Linked DNA regions of Rattus norvegicus: all the other regions are linked to region 3. Evidence: chromatin contacts called from public Hi-C and HiChIP or PLAC-seq data. All regions are on one chromosome and are shown on one strand. Each heading gives the region's core, a stretch centred on a gene start, on an enhancer-like site or on the middle of the called end of the contact. The rest is flanking DNA. Distances are from core to core; before and after follow the strand shown.

Region 1 (3,628 bases), core at 329-2,828, 180 kb after region 3:
TGACATTTGGAGTACGAAATATAAATCTAATGAGAGCGTTTCAACCAAGGCTTGTAATTAGGGCTGAATAGAGTAAATCTGCACATGCCGGCTGCAGAAGGGCGCAGCGGAAGGTGAAATTGCATGCTCTGCCGTGAATAAGCGAGGAAGGCCAATGTATCAGTGTCAGGCCGTGACACCAGAGTATAAATGACACTGTCACCAAGTGCTGCACGGGGCACCAAGGGAATTCCACTCCAATAAATTACATTACTTAGGCAGACCTGAAGGCATTGTACTGGAATGAGAGGAGAAAAGGAGAAAGCTCTCAGCACAAAGCAGAAGATGTTACCGTAGAGTCAACTGCAGGATGCACGTCACTGGCTGTGCGGGACCTGGTCGTGTTCTTTTCTGTTGTTAGCTCATAGAAGTGGCAGGCAAGTACAGTTGGCCATAAGGGAGTGAGTGTAAGTTGATTTCTGTGATCTGGTCAGTGTTGGGTTTTCCTTATTATTGCCATTACAGTCGGGTGGGCGATGGGGGTTGGGGGTGTCCATGTACGTTCACCATTATTTTATTTTCTCTGTTGTGAGAATCTAACCCCACCCCCTTCGGTAATACTGTTCATCTCACTTCCAGCCCCACTGTCATAAAAAACACGTGGTAGCCGTGATCAGGTGGAAGATGTTGTTATCCCAGCTACTGGAGAGACTGAGGCAGGAGGATTGCAGAAGAACTCTTTTTCTCACACTGTGTCCTTTTGTCCCCCTGCAGTAAAGTAGGACTTTATGGGTTGATCTGTCTTAGCATTTTTGGGCAGGGGAGCATAAACGTCCATCGAGGATGAGGTCATCGCCTCACCTACTGAGCACACGCTGGTCTCCTTTTGTCTGGTTGGGGTCTGGGTGCAAGCCCTTGAAGAAGCCAATCATAGTCACTCGCTCGCTGGCTAGAAGTAACTGTTCTCCGGAAAGAGTAGTCTGAGACATCAGCATGGCCTTCTCAGCAGTGTGTCACCCCTGTCCTTCTCAAAATACCCCTAAACAGCCTCCTGGGGGACAAGCCACATGAAGAACATGGGTTCTGCAGGTTGCCTCCACAAAGCTGACGTGGCAGGTGTCCCACCATCTTCCTAAAGTAGCTCACACTAGACATCAGACGCAGTCCTTTGAACTGAATTTTACTCTTTCCAAAATAATGCCGTATCAGGGGCGGGATTTCCTCTGTGCTTTGTAGCTATAGTTACAGACTTTATTCCTTTCATCATGGGACTTAGTAAATCCACCATGGAAAACGAGGTTCTGGAGGGCAGGACGAAGAGAACTTGATGAAATATGACATGTTTTCTATTTTATCCAAGCATACCTGCGCCTCTGGTGCAGCTTATAGAGTACGTCCACAGGACATGCAAGGAAGGCCCTGGGCTCCATCCCCACCATGCACGGGTGTGGGTGTCAGCCTGTGATTCCAAAGCGACGTCTGTGTAAAAGCTTCACATGGTGAGCCATCGTGAAGCCTGGGCTCACAGTCCGCTTACCCATCAGCTACTGTGTGGGAAGTTGGCCTCGGCCGCACTGCCATGTCCCTGTTTCCATCATGTTTCATTTCAACGCACGTTGTATCTGTGCGCTCCTTCTGTCCACAGCATCAGCAGGGAAATTGTATGTGTGTGTGTCTTGGTGTTTACCACAAAGTGACTCCATGGCTTTTTTTTCCTGGCTTCTTGGTGACAACCCAGAGGCTCTTGTGAGCTGAACCCTGGTGAAAGAGCTTTGACAGCATCTAAAATGCTTTTAGCTTCTCTCCATTCTGAAGAGCCTCCTTTGTTCCCACTGCCCTACCCAGGTCTGACTGTTCTCTCTTCTTTCTCTTGCATTAAAATTGGAAAGGGAGCAGGGGGAGCTCCTAAGGAGGAATAGGTCTGTGGAGGATTGTACTCATTCAGAACCTATTCTTGGCTCCCAGAAATATAATGAAGCTGGGCTTTGCGTCCTGCTGAAGCTCCCATTAACGATCCCACTACCTGCCACCTGATTCTGTTTTCCCCAAGGACACCTGGTGTTTCCTCCCTAATATTCTGAATGGACTGGCTTCTGAGTCAGGCACATCTTGCAAGGCAATGAGTCCCGTCGAAGTCCTGGTTCACCAGCGACTCCTCAGCTGTCCTCTGAGGGCTGCATTAGCGGCACCTTCTGTAGACCAGGATTCATCATCAGATGTCAACCTACTCACACCAGCACCTTACTCATATTGCCACGCCAGTGTTCGTGCTGTGACACCTGCTGCCTTGCATGGCTGTGTTCCTGGGTCCCCACTGCTGCAGATGAGAGAGGAAAACATGCAAAGGACAGAGTCCCTCCACCAGAGATCCCACAGGCATGTAACAGTGGACAGTGAAGACATTGTTCAGATATGACTTAAGGACGCAAGCATTTAAACAATGAGCCCTCTTGTGAGATGTGGGGAACTATGCACTGCAAACATTGGGAAGTTCTCTGTCTCGGGGAAGGCAGTTTCTGCCTGGGTTCCAATGCCTGTTACCTTCTCAACAGCCCTTTAGGAGAGGAAAGTTGCTTGTCTCACTATGGCATTCAGACAATTTCTGTTCTAAGGAACACTAAAGTGCATTCCTTTATATAAGTGCAAACTATAATTTATAGAAATCACAGTGCTCCGTTGAATCGTGTCTCCCCGCCCCTCCTTACCTGAAGTAGAAACTCCATCTGTTTGGTAAAAGAAAGCCTTCTTTCTTTGATTTTTTTTTACACTCTGTGTGTGTGTGTGTGTGTGTGTGTGTGTGTGTGCATGCTGTGCACACACATGCACATGTCACTGAACACATGCAGAGAGGTCAGAAGACAACTTGCAGGAGTCAGTTCTGTCCTTCTCCCATGTAGGACGTGGGGCTTGAACTCGGATGTTAGGACTGACAGCAGGTCCCTTTTGAGCATCTCACCCACCCCTCTCCTTTCTTTGAATAATATTTATTTCTTCCAAATGAATAAAGGGGTACTTTAAGTTGCTTAGATTCGTAATGAGGCTTTAGGGCTTGATGATAATTCTCTGAACACTGTGGCATTGCTGGAGGATGGGGAAGGAGAAGTCCTGCTTTGAACACATTTTAGTGTTGAACCTGTTTTTATGTATGCATTGAGCCTTTAAGGGAGGCCTGGTGTATAGACCTACACCCTTGTTAACTCAGGCCAGTGTCTCTGGCAGAACCCCAGAATTGTCTCAGTTTTGATATGGAATATGTGACGAGGGTGGGGCGCATACGTTGACTGGCCAGAGGTGCTCTGTCACAGTATTAAACATACGATTAAACTATTCTGGCTGCCAGTTTAACATGTTTGTGGATCCCTGTATTCAGCACCCATTGCAGACTCCTCCTGACTGAAGAAATGTTTCGACTCCATCTCTGTTGACAGGAAGGATGCCTCCTGATAATTGCTTTGCTTAAGTGTCTGATAACATGCCAGGAGTGAGCGCATTCTGTGTTAGGTCATCTTTAATTATGCATGTACCACCTGTCAGCTCTAAATCGGGATCAGATCAGATCCTTGCAGAGTCACTTCTGGGAGGGTCGGAGAGAAGCCAAGGTGATCTCTTTGAGAAGCAACAAAAACAGTCGTAGGCATCTCTCATCACC
Region 2 (4,008 bases), core at 268-2,767, 240 kb after region 3:
TGTCAGACTTTCCACTTCTTTCCAAGCTGGTGGGTCTGGACAACTTTAGTTCTTTATCATCTTTACCTCGATTCCTTACAGTTGCCACAGCATCGTAGTAGATTTTCCAGGGCAGCGTCTTTGTCGGGTTCTGCTTCTTCACTCACACCACTTTAAATATGAAGTCAGAATGAGCGGCCACTTGCTCATTGGATACTTTGGAGTTTAGAATCTCTCTTTATTTTGATCTGTGCAAAAGATCAAATGGAACAACCCCCAAAGATGCAAAGCTTCTCATGATTGCTCCGTGTTCAAATCTGGGTGGAATTCTCAACAGTGCAATAAAGATAAATTAATTAATAAATTAATTAATTAAAGACATTGTCACTAAGGTGCTAATGAATCCAAGTTCTCCTGAAAGGTCAAAGAAAGTGGACGTCTATACTGAACTAGGGAACCTTTGAGAACTCCAAAGGACTTCGTGATACGATTGCAATAGATCCAGTCTTAGCAGCGCCCTTAAATTTCTGTTCCCTCGGCACCAAGCAGAAGACAGGCAGATGGGAGCATTGAGGAAATAAAGCAGAGGAACAGTTTTAGCTGTGCCATGCCAGGCCCCTCCCGTTACCTGTGTAAGGTGCTAGCGACATTAAGCGACAAGCACAACAAGCGCTCACTCTTGCATTAGGAAAGACTGAAGTTGAACAGCTTTCCTCTTTCAGTGGGAAGTTTGGTGTACTTCGGAAATGTTTCCGGGTCCAACAGGAACACCGACTCCATTTCAGTAGTTCCATGTACTCGCAAGTCTCTGTAGACTTGTAAACTTCCTCCTCCAAAAACTAGCTCTTATGGATTGATAGTAAATAACTTTTTAAATGCTTGATAAAAGCAGAAATTCATTCAGCAATGACTAAATCATTTAGCATCTGGTTCACAGAAGTATTTACTTAATGCGCTGGTTCTGGGAGAAACGTGGAGAAGCAGCGAGTGAAATGGTTTATAATTTACTCCTTTTCTTCACCCGCAAGGCAGATTAATTTTTTTTTCATCCCAAGCATTCTAGACATGACAGGTTGTCTGTAAAATTTAACGTTCTACTTTTTCTTCTTCTTCTTTTTTTTTTTTTTTTTTTTGTGAATTGCAGCTTTTCCGATTTCCCACTGTGGATTTTTTTAACTTTGTGAATTATACTTTTAACACAAGAACCGTTAGACACTTCACTATCTGAATATGATTGCAGTAATGAATGAAGAGTGGGAAAGCTCCTAAGTGAGTCTGCATTCATTAATGCGGCCTGCTTGACTGAGAGGAGCGTGGCCTCCGTAGCTCCTTTTGAGGGGATGAACATGCTACGAGAATAGAGTAGTAATTAGCTTCTCCTGCCGAACCATATGAGGAAATGATTGGGGTGTGTGTGTTGTGCACATGTGCAGCTGGGGTTTTTGGCATCCAGGAAGAATGAGATCAGCCAAAACCCAAACCAGAGCCTTTGGAAAGCTTCCTCACAATCTGACTCCAGCTAATGTCTACATACTTTAACACACTGTCTACTGCTTAGAGTAAAGGACTGGCTGTCAGACTCCTGCATGCTATTCTGGGATGCTTGCTCCCCGCACCGTGAAGTATTTCATTCTTAGATCCTGCGATCCCTGCCGATTTGTTGCATTAGGCAGCAAGTGTTGCTTAATTAACATTAGGAACGGGAGTGCTCTTCAGTTCCACAGGGAAGGAAGAGCCCAGGGCGGATGAGAGTTCACAGAACACCCGTGATGAGGACGGATGAAAGGGCTGCAGGAACAGGGTCCCATTGTGCTCCAACAGACCCGGGGAGGGTGGATACAGTCAGAGATGTAAAGAGCAAGAGGAAGACAATGGGACAACTGTAGCAGGAAGAACTAACCCACAATCAGGTAACGACGTGCAGAAAAAAAAATCACTAAATAAAGGTCTAGCAACCGTTTTTGTGATAATGGATTTCAGTGTTTGCCTAGTGTGCTGGCTAGCTTTTATGTCAGCCTGACACAGGCTGGAGTCATTTCGGAAGAAAATAACCTCAATTGAGAAAATGCCCCCATCAGATTGCTAGCCTATGAGGTGTTTTCTTGATTGATGAGATGTGGGTGGGCCCCTTCTCTCAGGGGTAGAGACCCCTGAGTGGATAATCCTGGGTGGTATAAGAAAGCAGGCTGAGCAAGCCATGAGGACCAAGCCAGTAAACAGCTCTCCTTCATGGCCTCTGCTTCAGCTCCTGCTTCCAGGTTCCTCAGTGACAAACTGCGATGTGGACACCCACGTGAAACAAGCCCTTTCTTCATTGAGCTGCTTTGATCACAGTGTTTTATCACAGCAATAAAAACCTAACTGAGACATCTAGTGTGTGGAGGACCCTGGATTCATTCCCCAGAACTGCCCCAAAATAGACTTCAGTTTATACAGTTTGCTGAACAGAGTTGATATTGTTTAAATGTCTTCAAATCTGATTTGATGGTTTAGCCAGAAGAGCAGATATCCTTGTGGATGTGACTTTTATAACATTCTTTGCCAACTGGGACTCCATATATGGCCGTATCCCTTCTTTTCAAAGGCCAGCTCCCTTAGGAAAAGGCTAGGTCCTCAAGACACCACCACCCTCCCACCCCAGCTCTCTAGGAGCTCTGCAGCCTTGTTTGAGTCCTGGAATAGGATTATCCACCCTCTGCCTTGTTTTGCCACTATTAATGGCTGCAGCTTCCTCGTGGGACATGATTTTGTTTGTCCTCCTCTAAAGTGATTAGGACCCCAGTCAGGCCTCAGTGGGAGCTCAGCTGAATTTCCCTGGTGACTTCTCTTCAGTTCACATTTGCTTGCCCAGGTAATGTTCCCAGGACAAACCCAAGTTGAGGGCCGTAGCCACCAACAGCATCACTTCTCCGTGTTACTCCCAGAGGCTCTCTGATCCTGAGATCTCATTTCCTAAAAGAGACTTTAGTTCAAGAAGGTTGTTGCCCTCCCCAGGGATATCATGGCACATCCTGACAGGTGTTTCTAATTTGGGATCTGCAGAGCAGGTGACCAGAGTCCTGCTTTCTCCCCCATCCCTACAGAAACCTTTGTACACGGTCTACTTCATTTCTTAGATCCACCTCTCCTTTTTATTTGATGCAACTTCTGTGACAATTAAACTGCACTCATAAATTGTCTTCAAAGGCCCTAATTAAAATAGTTTCTGTCAACCAGAAGGTAACATCCCACCCTCTCAATCACTTAGGTCTGTTTCCCTCACAGCCTCCTGGACCGCCACAGGATTTTAGAGCTGCAAGATCACAGCTGGGCTTGTAGTCCATGCTCTGCATTTTGTGATCCTGGACTCGGACAAAGGGAAGCAGACTGTGTGCATTCACAGAGTGGGTCAATGCCACGGCTCTCTCTGTCACACCTCAGTTCCACTCTGGATTCTCGTCCCTTCCATAGTTCACTGCATTTATGGCCTTGTATTCTGCAATGCAAAACTCTGTCTCGGTGCAGTTGCAATGATAATAGGTTTCCCAGAAGAAAATTTGGAAAATGACACGCCCTTTATTAATCCCTTCTTCTGGTGACTTTAGAGTGTTGGTCATTTATTTCCTAGAACATCATTGCTCAACCAGGTTTTCAGGGTTGCCTGCTCCATATAACCTGTCATAATTTTTAAGCTCAATACAGTAGGTAGCCCTCATGTCCTGACTTCCTTTGATGATGACTACAGTGTGAAAGTGTAAACTAAATAATCCTTTTCCTCCCTAACTTGATTTTTGGTCATGGTGTTTTTGTTGTATCAATTGAAACTCTAAGACATGTGGGCATGTGCATATAAACCCCTGGAGGCCAGGACAGGATATTGGATCTCCTGGAGCCTAGAGTAACATCACAGGCAGTTATGAACCTCTGTTATGGGTGCTGGGAACCAAACTCAGGTCCTCTCTTAAGAGCAGCAAGTGCTCTTAGCTGCTGAGCCATCTGCCCAGCTGCTCTGTTGTCTTCTAATTAGTCTTCTTTTCCTTGGAATGTTTC
Region 3 (3,585 bases), core at 745-3,244:
CGGTAGTGTTTCCCCTCCTGTAAGCGGCACAACCTGGAATGCTCCTTAAAGGCTGGAGTGTAGCATGGACTGTCCCCACCGTGCTCCCTCATGGACAAGTTGCACTCGCCTTTGGGGGAAATGCATTCTCTGTTCCAAACACCAGACCTTCCACGTGGACTTTGGGATTCTGTGTTGAGTGAGAGAGCAGAACTGAGGGCATGTAGGTCAGAGTCTGGCATGGGATGGCCATGTAAAGGCGCCACGGGGCCTGAGTTAGTGTCTGAGTTTCAGTCTCCCCCATTTAACACTTCAATTCCCACATATGTTGAACACCTCATCTGTGGCTTTGAGTGCAAGTCTCTTCCGAAAAACAGGAACCGTGCTTTGGTTACCAGTTCTTGTGGTCGATACGGCAGGCTATTTTGATTTGTCAGAGGAGAGGAAAAGCAGTTAAATCTAGTTAAAATTAAAGCCAGTTAAAATTAACCGGCTCAAGAGATTTGAATGCAGCTGTTCCACACATTGAAACACGGAGAGTGAGTTGTTTTGTTTTTTGTGTTTTTGTTGTTTTTTTTTTTTATTACCACTACTGATTATTATTGGTCGTAACTTCTTTTTGAGCCAGGGTGTAGACTCTCTGCATGTTTTGGTCTGACAGAGGAAAATAATAAGCGGGTGGTGGCGGGGGCGGTGGGGGGGCGGCAGAGAGTCTTGTGTGTCCCAGTTTTGTTTCGCCCCACAGTGTACCTCTGAATGCCAGTATTGAGCAGTCAGCAGTTCCCACCAGCGGCTTGCTGACTCATGTGCCCCGGGGCCGTGGGGCTCCCTGGGCCGCTCTGCAGTGCTCAGGGCCAGCGTGGCCTGGGAGGGATGGGAGGTCACTGTCTGTGGGTCTGTGATCACTGCGAACTGATGGGCAGTCTTCTTCCCTCTACCCACCACAGCCTCTGGCGGGGCGGGCAGGGAAGCAGGCGCTGAAGTCTGCCTGCCTTTGCAGAAGCAGCGTAGGACACAATAGCGTTTATCTGGGAAAATAAGACTTTCACTTTATTGTTTTGGGAACCTTCAAACCCAGACACATGGGTAAGGAGAGGTCCTGCTGTTAACTACTTAGCCCCCCCCCCCCCAAGGACTTCATGAAATTGGAAGTGGGGCTTCCTTGGCATTGCAGAGACCTGGCCCACATCTCTGTGGGCAGCAGAAACAGGAGGCGGGGCAGTAAGGGGGTGTGACTAGCAGGCCAGTCCCTTGGTGACCACAGCCTTTGTTTGCATCTGTTGCTGGCTCTTGATGTAAAAACAAAAACAAAGCGTCTAGCCCTGGGTCAGGATGATGCCACCTGACTTAGCTGACTCCCTTTGCTGGTTTTGTTTACATAGCTCGGTTTGGGTATTTCATCGGAAAGTGTGAAATGCTGTTTTTCTGAGGTCGCTACCCAAACTTCCTTTTGTGGACGGGAGTTGATCAGATCATCCTAGACTCCCAGAGGATGATGCAAACGAGCTGAGCTGTCACAGGAAAAAGCCTTGCAGGGGCTGAAACAGAGCCTCTTGGTACCCCGGAGAAGTTTCCTGAGGGCTCTCTGACCAGTAATAAAGAGAAAGCCACAGTGACTGAAGCATATGCTGATGGACATTCTCGGTTTCCGCCGATAAGGGGTGACTCATCAGTATCAATAGAATTGTGACTTCTAATAATAACACAGTGTGAGCCCTTCAAAACATGTGGTTTTAGCCCCTGCTCTCAGTGAAAGGTTGGAAAATGTTAGTTTGAGTTCCCCCCCACCCCCCCTCCCGACCTCTTTATGTCACTGGAGTATGAAATCGTGTTTTTGTAGGTGTGATGGTGACCCCATTGTTTTTTTTGTCTCACTGTTTTTAGTTTCATTATGACTAAGAAACCAAAGTGGATTATTTCATCGCTCAGAAATCTGTGCACTAAGCGTTGCCTCTGGGGCTGTGTTTTGAGGGAAATGTGGCTGAAGAGCAGATCCTCCCAGAAGGCAGAAAGGAAAAAACTGAACAGACCACAGGCCGCCAGGATCTGGGCACCTCCTACACAGTCTATTGTGAAGGGCTGTGGGCTTGCTGAGTAGCCCGATTGCCCTGTGAGTCACCGTCAAAGGATTCCAGCAAGGGGGTTCACAGAAAATGAGAGTCAGCCATGGCGGAGAGGAAGCACGCCGCCAGCTTCCACAGCCAGGGCTGCTGCTGTCCTGCGCACCAGCCTGCTCCAGTCTATCCATGGGGCCTTCTTTCTCCTGCTAGTTCGGTTGGTTTTCCCTGCGGGCCCTTCTGTTAGTAGAAGACTCTGCAGTTAGAACAAGGGGATCTCGAGGCTCAGGAGGAGCTTGCCTGTTCACATCGCTGACACTGTTTTGCTCTCTAACCATTTCCCCCTTTGTCCTGAGCTGCTGAGCAGGCCTTCACACCTTCTCTGCCTGGTCAGGGAGGAAAGGAATCCTTCAGACAGCACTCGCTATAGGGTTTTATAAAGAGAGGAAGAAAGGAGGGAAGGATAAAAGGATAAGGAGTAAATAAATACATCATTTGCAGCAGGATTATATAACTGAATGAATGTGTGAATGTATGAATGGATGGATGTGTGCATGTGAGGTAGGTGTGACTGGGGTGCTCCTGGGGACTGTCTCTCCTACAGTACCTGCTCTCAGCCACTGAGCATCTCACAGAAGGATCTTGGCTTGTTTGTTTGTTTTTGTTTTTATTTTATTGAGTGCAGTTTTATGCCAGTCAGTCTTGCCTCCTGGAAACTTCTTTTACAATGGATCTGTTGTCTTACACCTTCTCGTTGGTACTTTGGGGTTTAATGGGATGCTTCTCTGTTGCTGTCTGCTCCTTTTATTCCTGGCGCTTCTCTAGATTGCAGGCTAACAGGAGGGCCACTCAGGGAAAGAGGGAGGGAGTGAATGAACGGGCTCCTTGGGTCTCCAGTTTTAATCCCCACCTGCCGTGTTTCTCTGCCCACAGAAAAAACACAGACTCCTCAGCCTGATATTTAAAGCTCTTCGAACCTGTTTCCTACCCCGAGACTTCAGGTGTATTTTTATTTTGCACGGCTTCCCAGTTGTGAGTTATATTTCGGTTCTGAAATTTTTAAAATTTATTCTGGAACTGCATTTTGAACAAATCTGCACTGACACACTGCAGGCCCCGCTCTTCTTGCAGGGCTCTGTTAAGCAGAACTCTTGTGTCCACGGCAGGCTATCTAGAGACAGGTTGCGGTTGGTGTTGAAGATGACACATCTGCTTCCACAACCACCGTGTGTGCCCAGGGGCCAGAGTGAACAGCAGAGATCAGTGTGGTGGGAGCTGGACAAAGAGAGAGGACAGCGAGAACTGAAAGGAAGGACCACTCTAAAGAGTGGACTCTGAAGAGTCTTCAAGATGGCGTGGGGTTTGCTGAAGGGAACAGTTCCTGTTGGCCTTTATGCTTACAGTGTCAGGGTCACCACCTTGCTAGTCCATGTTAACAGCATCCTGTCCGTCCCTCCTCCCCTCCTTAAGAAAAGGACTCGTTCCGTAGCCCTGGCTTGGTTGGAACTTGCTAAGGAGATTAACTTGGTCTAGAAGGTACAGAGTTCTT

Evidence for each region. A called contact is a pair of places that touch in the nucleus more often than the background predicts. HiChIP or PLAC-seq counts read pairs in DNA pulled down with a chosen protein or histone mark.
Region 1: a contact with region 3 is called in a Hi-C map of liver, with 5 times the contacts expected there. The contact joins two enhancer-like sites. A contact is called at or near these places in 4 of 12 Hi-C or Micro-C datasets (frontal cortex, kidney and liver).
Region 2: a contact with region 3 is called in an H3K27ac HiChIP or PLAC-seq map of oligodendrocytes, with 9 times the contacts expected there. The contact joins two enhancer-like sites. A contact is called at or near these places in 1 of 12 Hi-C or Micro-C datasets (mammary epithelial cells) and 1 of 1 datasets of contacts at active chromatin or transcription factors (oligodendrocytes).

Annotation. Positions count from the first base shown.
Region 1 is chr5:51,628,698-51,632,325 of GRCr8, forward strand. All of the region lies in intron 2 of Bach2 (BTB domain and CNC homolog 2), which reads left to right. Among named protein-coding and RNA genes, the nearest start is that of Bach2, 120 kb to the left of the region's middle. Within about 2 kb of position 1,579, at least 28 of the 93 cell types and tissues checked have an H3K27ac peak or open chromatin away from gene starts, as enhancers often do.
Region 2 is chr5:51,680,589-51,684,596 of GRCr8, forward strand. The region is part of intron 2 of Bach2 (BTB domain and CNC homolog 2); the gene reads left to right. Among named protein-coding and RNA genes, the nearest start is that of Gja10, 120 kb to the right of the region's middle. Within about 2 kb of position 1,518, at least 37 of the 93 cell types and tissues checked have an H3K27ac peak or open chromatin away from gene starts, as enhancers often do.
Region 3 is chr5:51,444,622-51,448,206 of GRCr8, forward strand. It overlaps a transcript of Bach2 not described here. Among named protein-coding and RNA genes, the nearest start is that of Bach2, 67 kb to the right of the region's middle. Within about 2 kb of position 1,995, at least 63 of the 93 cell types and tissues checked have an H3K27ac peak or open chromatin away from gene starts, as enhancers often do.